Linked DNA regions of Pan troglodytes: region 2 is linked to region 1. The links are chromatin contacts, called in public Hi-C maps. All regions are on one chromosome and are shown on one strand. The core of a region is the stretch at or near the end of the contact, and the rest is flanking DNA. Distances in the headings are between cores, read along the strand shown. Region 1 holds the start of LOC104003965 (translation initiation factor IF-2). Region 2 has its middle 41 kb from the start of ACSL4.

What was found. Hi-C and Micro-C count contacts between places; a contact is called where the count stands out from the background.
Region 2: a contact with region 1 is called in a Hi-C map of a lymphoblastoid cell line, with 2.4 times the contacts expected there. The contact joins the enhancer-like site here to the promoter of LOC104003965 in region 1. A contact is called at or near these places in 2 of 7 Hi-C or Micro-C datasets (blood and a lymphoblastoid cell line).

The regions. Positions count from the first base shown.
Region 1 is chrX:107,225,126-107,230,973 of NHGRI_mPanTro3-v2.0_pri, reverse strand. LOC104003965 (translation initiation factor IF-2) reads right to left here and starts at 2,509. Exons shown (of 1, transcript XM_054676677.2): 1 at 56-2,509. The coding sequence starts at 1,995. The coding sequence ends at 1,426. It overlaps ACSL4 (acyl-CoA synthetase long chain family member 4), which reads left to right and starts at 1,641. Exons shown (of 16, transcript XM_054676676.2): 1 at 1,641-1,874.
Region 2 is chrX:107,267,054-107,272,901 of NHGRI_mPanTro3-v2.0_pri, reverse strand. No RefSeq gene overlaps it. Among named protein-coding and RNA genes, the nearest start is that of ACSL4, 41 kb to the right of the region's middle. Within about 2 kb of position 2,486, at least 2 of the 24 cell types and tissues checked have an H3K27ac peak or open chromatin away from gene starts, as enhancers often do. A contact at or near this core is called in a lymphoblastoid cell line, where this site is marked.

The sequences.
Region 1 (5,848 bases), core at 1,260-3,759:
TCAGAGGAAATTACCTAATTGAAAATGTCTGGGCTAAGAGACTGACAATAAAGGAAACTGGCAAAAGTACTCTTTAATTACAAGTTCTTTTTCATCTTCATCCAGCACACTGATTTATGTGCTACACTGGGTTTGTATTATATCTATATTTTAATTCCACAACTAGACACTAACTTTATTGAGAACAGCGATATTCATTTCTTCAATTTCATTTGTGTTAACCCAACTGTAGGTGATAGTGCTCTGTACATCATAGTTACCCAGTGAATTACATACCTGACATATGATTGCTTATTTCTGGTATTAAAACAAGATTTCATAAAATAAACATGACAATTAAACTCGTTGTTTGAAGTACTGAACTTTGTAGGTCAATCTTGAAAAAGGAAGCTACATGACTGTCTTAGCAATATTTATAGGTATATTATATGTAAGTGGGTGGGTTTCTTGGAAATTGAATTGGTAATATGGCTTTAGAGTAGTAACACAAAAACTATAGCTCTGTGCTCTCAGCTAACCACTTTTAGTGTCACCTGGGCTGCTTATTAAAAATTCAAATTTCTTATCCCTACCCAGATCAGAATCAAAATACCTGGGGGTTGTAGCTCCAGGTACCTACATTTCAACAAGCACCCCAGATAATTGTGATGCACACTGAAGAACTACTCTAGCTTGTAATCTCAGGTGGTAAGGCATTTTATATATACATATATATATACACACACACAAGCACAAATGGTAATTCTATGGGAAAATGGAAATCAGCAAGTGAAGTGAAATGTCAATTACCATCAGGAACAGGAAGCTAGTTCACCATTACGCATCAGGGAACTGGAAGAATTCTTGAGATTTATTTTTTTGGGTGATATATTCTTGGCAGTTTATCAGGCCTCATTTGCAATTATGGTCTGTCCCTTTTGAAGCCCTCAGATAGTTCGCTGGCATTTTAATTTTAATAGCAATTTCTTGCATCTGTTGGAACAGCATTCGTATGACCGGCTTATAAGCAATGATCAGGGCTAGTAAGATGTCACAAAGCTGCGGTGACTTTTCCTTATCAGTTGGGGTTTTTTTTGCCATGATACCATCGTGGAAATGAAAGACAACGTGAAAATCCTGCGTCCTTGTGATATTTCATCAGTGGGAGTGAGCGGGGATCTTAACGCAGTAAGAGGCAAGATAAATGGATGAGAGGCATTAGTTCAGGCTTACAGGAGCAAGATGCTTTTAGTCAAAGTGTTTAAGATAGCTCTCTAAACCAGGAGCAGTGAAACCCAAAAATGAGTGTCTTTTGAGGGCAGCTGGAAGATGACCCGAGGGGAACTTTTATCCTAGGGTGGAGTCCTGCGAAGCAAGCCGCAGGTGAGGGCGTGGGCCAATTCTGCGCCTCACTGCTGTTAGGCGCAAGGACATCCCGAAACACACTCAACGACACCAGCAGCGAGCCTGACAGAAGCGGATCGCCAGCGGGAGCAACAACTTGAGGCGAGCCGTTAGCCGCCTCGCCTTCCTCGCAGCGCCCCTCCCGCGCCCCGGGAAGCCCGTTCGGCTCCGCCTTTTCGACTGACGTCCCGGGCGAGCGGGGGCGGGCGCGTGGGTGGGCCGAGCCGTCTGCAGCCAGCGATTCGGCTGGCTCTGCCACACCACCGCGCGCCCCCGCTCCGCCCGCCCCTCCGGGCGCGTCTTTTCCGGGCTCGCGCTGAGTCCCGCCTCTGCCGGCTGTCCGGGTGCGCGCGCGCCGCTGCGGCTTTTTCTCTGGCCTCCGCCGCGCGCTCCTCCTCGTCCCAGCGCTAGCGGGCACGCGGTTCCTTTTTGCGAGCTTCCCGAGTGCCAGGCGCCGGCCGGCTGCGAAGACGCGGTGGGCCGCCCCTCCGGTGAGTATCCCTGGATAGGGAGGTTGCGGCCGCGGCACCCCTGCCCTGTCGGTACCAGGGCCCCATTTCCAGAGGGGGACTGGCGTACCTCACCTGAGCCGGGAGGAGGTTGGGTGGGCATTCCAGCTCCTGGAGTCGGCTCGCTTTTTTCCTTGAGCCAGGGCTATCTATCCGCTCGCCTCCGCTGGGGCCGGTAAGATTCCCGAGGTCACTGTATCTGCTCCTGTGATGGACTCTGGGGTCCTCGGAACCCCAGCCTGCCTCTTCCTGCCGCTCACCGCATCCCGAGGGCCAGAAGTCATCTTCCTGATCGGGGTACTAGGCTTTGCCACGGCCCTTTCCGGAGGAGACCATGAAGTGCTTGCTAGACCTCCAAACGACCTTTAGGGTGCCCCTAAACCTCAACTCCATTTTGTCCCCTCCCAGTCGCTCTGTAACTGAGGGCTAGGGAGCCTCTCTAGCCGTAGAGGCATCCGCCCTCTCGAATTTGAGGGATGCCGTCGCTTCCGATATCTTCCTTGCTTCCGATATCTTCCTAGCTTCCGTAGGCTTAGGTTTGTTAGAAAACAGCTGGATCCTGGCGAAGCGTGCTTTCCTTCCTTCCCCCACCCCCGTTCTTTCTGTCTACATCCCTGCCTTCAGTGGGTGCTATATATTTAGTATGAGCTTTATTCACTTCCTCTTCCTCTCGTTTGAGTGCCCGAAAGAACTGTGGCTGATGTCTATAGACATAGAAAAATCTAGGGGAATATGATTCATTGTCTAACCCCATCAAGGGGTTACATATTTTAAATAAGACGTCATTTCTCCTCTTCACTCCAGCATCTCCTCCTTCAAAGGCATTTTTCACCCTCTTGAAATTAATTTGCTCTATTCGCTCTTTTCACCTAAAAAAAAGGTCAATCGTCGCTCTGAGAAACAACAGTGAGATGCAAAATAAGGGTAAAATGGCATTGAAATGAATCCCTTTGAAAAAGTAAGCGGTTTGCTTTATCAGTTAATGGTCTCATCAATGCTTCAGTTTCCTCTTCTGCAAAAATCAGTCTGTTGAACTAGAGCATATCAAAGGTTCCTTCTAGTGTTTTGATTCTAGGACCTCTAAATTCATGCAGGCTGCATAATGCAAATTTAACCTGATTAAAGCCTTATTTCTCATAGTCGCTTGTCACCTTAGTTTTTCTTTTATTTTGTCTCTAACAAGAAAGACTTTTAAATGTTCTTGATACGTAAGGCAGCAGGTGGAGATTCAATGATGGTACTGCCATTGAGCATATCGGTCAAGATTTTAACAGTGTAAGGCCTCTTCCTTAAATTGTAAAATAGCTCATCTTTTGATTGAAACTGCTAAAGTGTAAGACATGTAAGACTCCTGTTAGAATTAACACTCTCTGCCATTTAGGTGGGGGATGAAACATTAAACTGTCAGTATACTTGTACCTTAGAATAAAGTACCTTATTGTCCTGCTATAAGAAATAATTTGACAACTAAAAATCCATGGAAGGTGTAATACAGCAATTGAAAGCTTGAGTAAATTCAATTTTGTGGGTTTTTTTTTTTTTTTTTGGAAAACCCCCTATTTAAAAACACAAGTGATTTAGATTAAGATATTTCTTTCAGTATTTTTGGTAGGGGTGAGATGGGTGAAGAAAGAAGAGTCTTGTTCAATTCAGACAAGAGAAATGAATTGGAACTCTGGAGAGGCTCAGGTTCTAGACCCAACTCTAGATATATATTTAACCTTGAACAAGTCACTTCACCTCTCTTAGTTTTTGCATCTGTAAAATAAGTGTCTTTATGGTTGTTGAAATGATCCACAAGTCCCCCAATTTGAATGATATATTCTTATAATGAATATATATGACAAATATATATATACACACGTGTATATATAGGTATACACACACACATATAATGCAATTTGCGTTAAGGCTGTCATAAATCCTGTTATACCAGTTGACTAGAATGTTTTTCTCAAAGGTTTGTGTATAGTGGTTTCAATTTAGGTATACTTAGTCCTTAATCCTGATTAAATAAATAATTATATGTGAAAATCTATAAACTCAGAACCATTTTACAAATGTTGGGTATTATGTTAATTTCTGCTTGCAAGTGAAATGTGTGTTATACCGCACTATTTTTTAAATGTCCATGGCTTTTAGAAATTTATAAGGGAATGGCTGGGTGTGGTGGCTCACGCCTGTAATCCTAGCACTTTGGGAGGCCGAGGCCGGCGGATCATGAGGTCAGGAGATCGAGACCATCCTGGCTAACACGGTGGAACCCCGTCTCTACTAAAAATACAAAAAATTAGCCAGGCGTGGTGTTGGGTGACTGTAGTCCCAGCTACTTGGGAGGCTGAGGCAGAAGAATGGCGTGAACCCGGAAGGCGGAGCTTGCAGTGAGCCGAGATCACGCCACCGCACTCACATACTGCCTTACAACTGTAATTGGCTAGGAACTTTAAAATAATATGTGGGCATCTCATTCATTTATTAATTCATTCAACTATCTTCTTCCTTTATCTGTCACGTATGTCAGGCCCTCAGGACATGATGGTTAAGACAAACCCTACTCTATGAGTTTATACTTTGGGCTGATGGAGATGGTTGGGGGGCATGTGGAGAGACAGATGTACATCCAGTTTATTTTTGTTAAAAACAACAACAGTGAAATCAAGGACAAACAAAATTCTGGAGAAGTTAAGTTTCCATAGGGGAGGAAGAGATGATTCTATTAATTGTAGCCTGTAGACTCTTTGACATTACCTTTTTCTCCATCCTTTCAATTGCTGAGCCTTTAGCAAAAATAAAAGCTTTGTTTTTCCACTTCTACCATTGGCTGGTCTTATATACTCTTTCTTTCCCTTTTAACTTTTTATTTTGAGATAGTTGTAGATTCACATATAGTTGTAAGAAATAATACGCTTTATCTAATTTCCCCCAATAATAGCCTCATGCATAAGTATAGTGTAACATCACAACTACAAAATTGAAATCGATGCAATCCATCAACCGTACTCAGATTTCGTCAGCTTTAATGCAGTCATTTGCATGTATGTATTTAGTTCTACATAATGTTATCACGTGCAGATTTATATAAGCACTACCACAGTCAAGATACAGAACAATTGCATCACCACAAGGATCCTTTTTGTTGTCTTTTTATAGATGTAGCCGTCTCCCTTCATCCCTGACTCCTGGCAACCACTGGTCTGTTTTTCATGTCTATAATTTTGTCATTTCAAAAATGCTTATATAAATGAATCACACAGTATATAACCTTTGGAGACTGACTTTACTTCACTCAGCATAATTCCTTGGAGATTAGTGCAAGGAATATACCCTTTATCAATGGCTTGTTCCTTTCCATTGGTGAGTAGTATTCCATAATATGGATTTACTGCAGTTTGTTTAACCAGTCACCTCTTGAAGGGCATCTGATGTTTCCAGGGTTTTTGTTTGTTTTACTTATTTATTTATTTTTTTATTGCCTATTTTGAATAAAGCTCATATGAACAGTTGTCCACAGGATTTTGTGTGAACATAAATTTCTGTTTCTGAAATGCCTGAGAGTGTACTTCTTGGGTGGTATAGCACTTGCATGTTTAGTTTTCTAAGGAACTGCCAAACCATTTTCCAGAGTGGCTGTACCATTTTACATTCCCACCAGGAATGTGTGAATGCTCCTCATCCTTGACAGCATTTGGTGCTGTTACTATTTTTTATTTTAGCCATTCTCATAGGTGTGTAGTAATATATCCTCCTAGTTTTAATTTGCATTTTTCTGATCGCCAATGATGTTGATCATTTTTCCATGTGTTTATTTGCCATTCTCTGTATCTTCAGTGAAATGTCAGTTCATGTCTTTTGTCCATTTTCTATTTGGATTTTTTTTTTAACCTGGTGGGTTTTAAGAGTTTTTTATTATTATTATTATTATTTTTTTGAGACGGAGTCTCGCTCTGTTGCCCAGG
Region 2 (5,848 bases), core at 1,237-3,736, 42 kb before region 1:
ACCGTTCCCTTGTCATCTAAGGCATCTAATACTATTTGGGATAGGAGAGGAAAGGTATTAAATGACCCATTGTTTATTCTTACATTTATTGAATTATCCTCATTCCTTATATTCTCCTCCCTAATGTATTTGCTTTCTGTGGTTACTCAGCGTAAGTGGCCTTTAGAACCCTGATAGACTAGGATCATTATTTGGAGCAGAGGTGGGCAAATAATGACCCACGGGCCAGCCCACTGCCTGTTTTTGTAAATAAAGTTTTATTAGCTATGCCCATTCATTTACACATTGCTGATGAGTGTTTTTGCCCCATGGCAGCAGAGTTGAGTAGTCACAACAGACATTGTCTGGTCTGTAAAGTCTAAAATATCTCCCATGGGGTCTTTTATAGAAAAAGTTTGCCAACTCCTGATTTACGAAAATGTATGGGTTTTTTGAAAGCCTTGTATCTGTGTTTCCAGTATGTTTCTGGACTTCCTAGTTATAAACTTAAAATGATCACTGTGTATGAGGGCTTGACACAAATGATATTGAGTAACTGTTAGTCTTTCCACCTTTTTCACAAAAGAAGATGTTCTTTGATTTGCAGCCAGAGTTGCCTTTTTTAGATTCTGCAAACTTTGAGTCCCTTGTGCAATAATAGCTAACACTTATTGAGCATTTTCAATTTACCAGGTTCAGTTCTAAGCACCTTACATGAATTACCTCGTTTATTCCTCAAAACTCCTCTGTGGTATACATTTATTATTATTGCTTTACACATGAAGACAGTAAGGAACAGAGAGGTTGTACAGCATGCCAGTGTCACACAGCTTGTGGAAGTTCCTGAGCAGGAATTTGATTTGAGCGCTCTGACCTCTGACTCCAGACAAGACCTATGCTCTTAACCATTCCACTATCCTGTTTGCATGAAGCCTTTACTTCAAAAGTGCCATCTTATTTCTGATTTCTAAATACAAAGACAGTTTATGTGCCATTGTTTCCAAGTGAGACCACTTAAAGTTTTGCGGTTGGGGGTAAGATATAGAAAGGTTATTAAAATCTCAATGCTTGCCAGAGTGCCAGATACACACACAAAAAATCAATCAACAAATGTCTTTTTTGTTGTTAAAAGTGTGATGATGTCAAGGAGGAAGAGGATGAAGACAAAGACATCTCTACTAGGAGTTTTGTCTCATCCTAGGTCATTGCCAATGAATGAGGACATAGTTCCAGGTATTGGTTATAGTACTTAGGGATCTGGCTCCCTCTGAGCCTGGAAGAAGTAGTAGAAATATCTGAATATTTTAACTATTTATTCCTTGTAAACAAAAGAAGATAGAAGCAGGCAGTAATTAATTAACTATAGAAATAAATCAATAAGTTATACTCCATAGAGTTTAAAAAGAATAATACATTTCATGAAATGAAATGTGACTGCAAAATCTGACCTATTTTATTCAGTTTTCTGATGTGATTTAACAGACTTCATCAGAACAGTTCTATCACAACTACACCCACAACAATTGCTTAGCTCTATTTTTTTCTTTCTATTTTTTTTCATTTTTCTTATGAGCTCTGGCTAGTTCAGTAGTATACTTATGTTCCTTTGTTCTTTTATTCAGCAGCTATTTATCATGTGCCTACTATGTGCCAGCCTATATTATAAGTGCTAAGTATACAGCAGAGGAACAAACTAAACAAAAATATCCTGTTCTTATAAAACTTACACTCTTATTGGGAGGAAAACTGAAAAACAAATATTGGGTGTCAGGTGGTGATTAGTGCTATGCAAAATAATAAAGCAAACCTAAGAGGAGGGAAACAGACACATGGGTGACAAGTGTTAGGGGTATGTGCTACTTTAGATAGGAGTATTTAGGGTAGTTAAATAGGGTAGTTAGAGAAGGCCTCTGCATCATATCTTAGGCCGTTGAGACTGAAATGAAATGAAGGATGTCAGGAGGGATTGATCGCATTCTGAGTGAATAGCAGCAATACAAAGGCCTTTGTATAAGACAGTGCTTGGGTTATTCAAGGAACAGCGAGAAGTCCAAAAAGGCTAAAGCAGAATGAGGGAAAGTCAAGGATGAGGTCAAAAACATAGTTGGGAACTAGATAATGTAGGGCCCAGTGGGCTAAGTCAAGACCTTTGAATTCACATTATGATAAAAAGTAATCTAGGTTTTTACATTTTTTGTTGCAGAGTTTCCATTTGTAAACTGGAACATTGATTAATACAACTGCTTATTTAGACATTTTGATACTAACTTTGTAGTGGTAGAAGCAGCTAGCTAGAAAAATAGAACAGGAATTAATACATCAATTGTGTAACAAAGTTATATCAAGACAGACCAGCTCTTGGTGGACGGCTTCCTTTTTGGTATGATAATGTCTGACATTTAAAAAATGCTTTCAGATCTATGATCTCATCACACTCTCATAACAACCCCAAGAGATAGCGGGGACAGTTGGTATTACTGATATTGAAACGGAGGGAGTTTGCATGGCTTACCCGAAGGTCACTCAGCATATGAATCATTATCAGAGGCACAGACTCCTGACTCTGAATGCATTACCCCCTCATCGCCTGCTAAAAGGACTATTGGGTAATTTTTTGACTCAGAGGTCAGAAGGTTGAATCAACCAAATTATTAGCTCATTCCTCCCTTCCACTTCCCAAGGGCATAAAAGTATGCACTACAGAATGAAGCGAACAAAGGTGGAGGGGAAGCCCTTGCTTTTTTCTTTTCCTTTCTCGCTCTTTCTTCCAGAACAGCCTTTATACTTAGAAAGCATAGCTGTATTCTTAGAGAATAGCTAAGCATGTAGGACCACAACCATCTTGAAGACCATAATAGTCGAGGGGCCATCCCTCTTCCCACCACTCTAGAAGGGTACAGCAGTCACTGTGAGTCCTACTTGTTTTGCTCAATATTCTAACAAGTTAAACCTTTGTTGCCGTATGCTCAATTTACAGTATATTTATGATCATCTTCCTAATGATATTTGGTAAAAAGCTAAAGTACTCCTCAAAAATGACACAGTTCCCTTCCACAACTGGAATGCTGATTTAAACAGAGGAGAGTTGTTTTTGGGGATGGTGCCAAATAATTGAGTGGCCAAGCCAAAAAACAAAAGAAAAATTCAGGGTTTCTGAATTCCAGAAGTAGAGAAATAACCCATGTATTGTTGCAACTTCTTTCCCATGACAAATGGTGGCTTTTCCTAAGGCCCAGTCCTCAGTTCTCTCCCATCTCACTCTATACTGTCTCCCTGGCAAGCTCACCCATAACCACAGCTTAACTACCACTGACATACAGATGAGCCCAATCTATATTTCCATCTCGGACTGCTCCTCTGACCTTTAGGACTGTATATCCAACCGCCTACTTGATCTCTCCTGTAGGATGTCTTAAAGCCCCCTCAAACTGATCTCACTCCCCAAACCTGGTACTCTTCCAGCCTTCCTTATCTTAGTGGCTTGCCTTACCATTCTATCTCGTTGCGCTCAGGAGGAGTCTTTTGATACCTCCTGTCCCTCCCCTCAACTTGACACTTGTGTTTTTGCCAAATTCTGCTTATTCTACTTTCTAACAAAATTCAGAATCTATCCACTTCTTTCTGTCTCCATTATCACTATTGTACCATCACCTCTCACCTGGAGTACTGCAGCATTTCCTAATATCTACACATATCTACTCTGGCTCCCCTCCAATCTATTCTGATTATAGTCAGAATGGTCTTTTTGTAAGGAATGCTTTATCATCCTCATACTTAAAACCTTTATGGCTTCCCACCACCCTTACAGTAAAACACAAAACTCCTTAATGTGGCCTACAAGGCCCTGTGTGATCTGGCACATGTTTAGTTTCCAACGTCACCTGAAACCCCATTACTGTCCACACCACAGCTACATTTATCTCTAAGTTATTCATGTCACCATGCTTCCTCCTGATATGGGGACTTTGCATATTTTGAGTTTTCTTTATTTTCAGATGGAACCCTTTCTCCTTTTTTTCTCACCTAACATTTATTCATGCTTCAGATCACATTTTGAGCAATCTCTTCAGGGTAGCCTTCTTTGGTCCCCCTCACTAGGTCAATCCAGCTGTTATAAAGTATAGCACTGTGTGCTATGCCCTTGGAGCACTTGTCACAGTTGCTTTTTACATTTTTGAGTGTGATTACTTGATTATGTTTTTTCATGAAAAAAATATTTATTGATCAACACCAGGGAGTGGCAGCCTGCATGGAAAGTGCCCTAGCCCTCTTCCTTGTCAGGGGCCACAACACTGATTCCTTAGCAACCACCTCCCACCCCCACCCCTGCCTCCTATTTTATATAGTCAGGGTCTTGCTCTGTTGCTCACACTGGAATGCAGTGGTGCAAGCATGGCTCACTGAGACATGGCTCACTGCAGCCTCTTACTCCTGGACTCAAGTGATCCTCCTACCTCAGCCTCCTGAGTAGCTGGAACCACAGGTGCACACCACCACACCCCGCCCTTTTTTTTTTTTTTTTTTTTTTTTTTGTAGAGGTCTCCTTATGTTGCTCAGGCAGGTCTCAAACTCCGGGCCTCAAATGATCCTCCCGCCTTAGCCTCCCAAATCACTGGAATTACAGGCATGAACCACAATGCTCAGCTTGAAGCCCTTCTTTCTACGTAGCTTTGGGCTTACTCTCTGGAAACATCTAAAGAACAGAGCAATGGGGTTCCTCTGTTATGAGGACTCCTTGCTGCCCCTCCAGCCTGCCTACCACTGAGGGCTTCTTGACTTCGGACAGTCAACCTTCCTTCAGAAGGGCTGACCTTCCAAGGGTATGCCAAGGAGCAGCTGACCTCAGAGACTAGCATCCCAGTTCCTGATTATTTGATTATCATCTGTCACTAAATTGCGAGTTCCTTGAGAGCAAGAACTCACCATGGTATTCCTAGTGCTTACCACAGTGCTCAGCACATAGTACACTCTTTTTTTTTTGAGATGGAGTCTCACTCTGTCGCCCAGTCTTGAGTGCAGTGGCACAATCTTGGCTCACTGCAACCTCCACCTCCTGGGTTTAAGCAATTCTCCTGCCTCAGCCTCCCGAGTAGCTGGGATTACAGGCACCTGCCACCTTACCCGGCTAATGTTTGTATTTTTAGTAGAGACGGGGTTTTGCCTTGTTGGCCAGGCTGGTCTCAAACTCCTGAGCTCAGGTTACCTACCCACCTTGGCCTCCCAAAGTGCTGGAATTACAGGCGTGAACCACCTCGCCCAGCCTGCACATAGTACACTCTTTAATAGATATGCGTTGCATGAATGACTGAATATGTTTAAGGACATTAGGTCAGTAATTTTTTTCTCTGGGAGCAAAGTAGTAAACATTTTCAGTTTTCTCAACTTCTTTTTCTTTCCTTCCTTCTTTCCTTCCTTCCTTCCTTCCTTCCTTCCCTCCTTCCTTCCTTCCTTCCTTTTTTTTTTTTTTTGACAGAGTCTCACTCTGTCACGCAGGCTGGAGAGCAGTGGTGTGATCTCGGCTCACTGCAACTCCACCTCCTGGGTTCAAGTGATTCTCCTGCCTCAGCCTCCCAAGTTGCTGGGATTACAGGTGCCCGCCACCACACCTAGCTAATTTTTTGTATTTTTAGTAGAGATGGGTTTTTGCCATGTTGGCCAGGCTGGTCTCGAACTCCTGACCTCAAGTGATCCTCCCACCTGGGCCTCCCAAAGTGCTGGGATTACAGGCGTGAGCCATCGCGCCCAGCTATTTTCTCACCTTCTTTAAACCACTGATTGGATTCCATATCCATGCCCAAGTTCAAATAGTTGCGTACATTTTATAACAGTATGTTCTACGATGATAGAAAAATAGATGTAGTCATGGCTC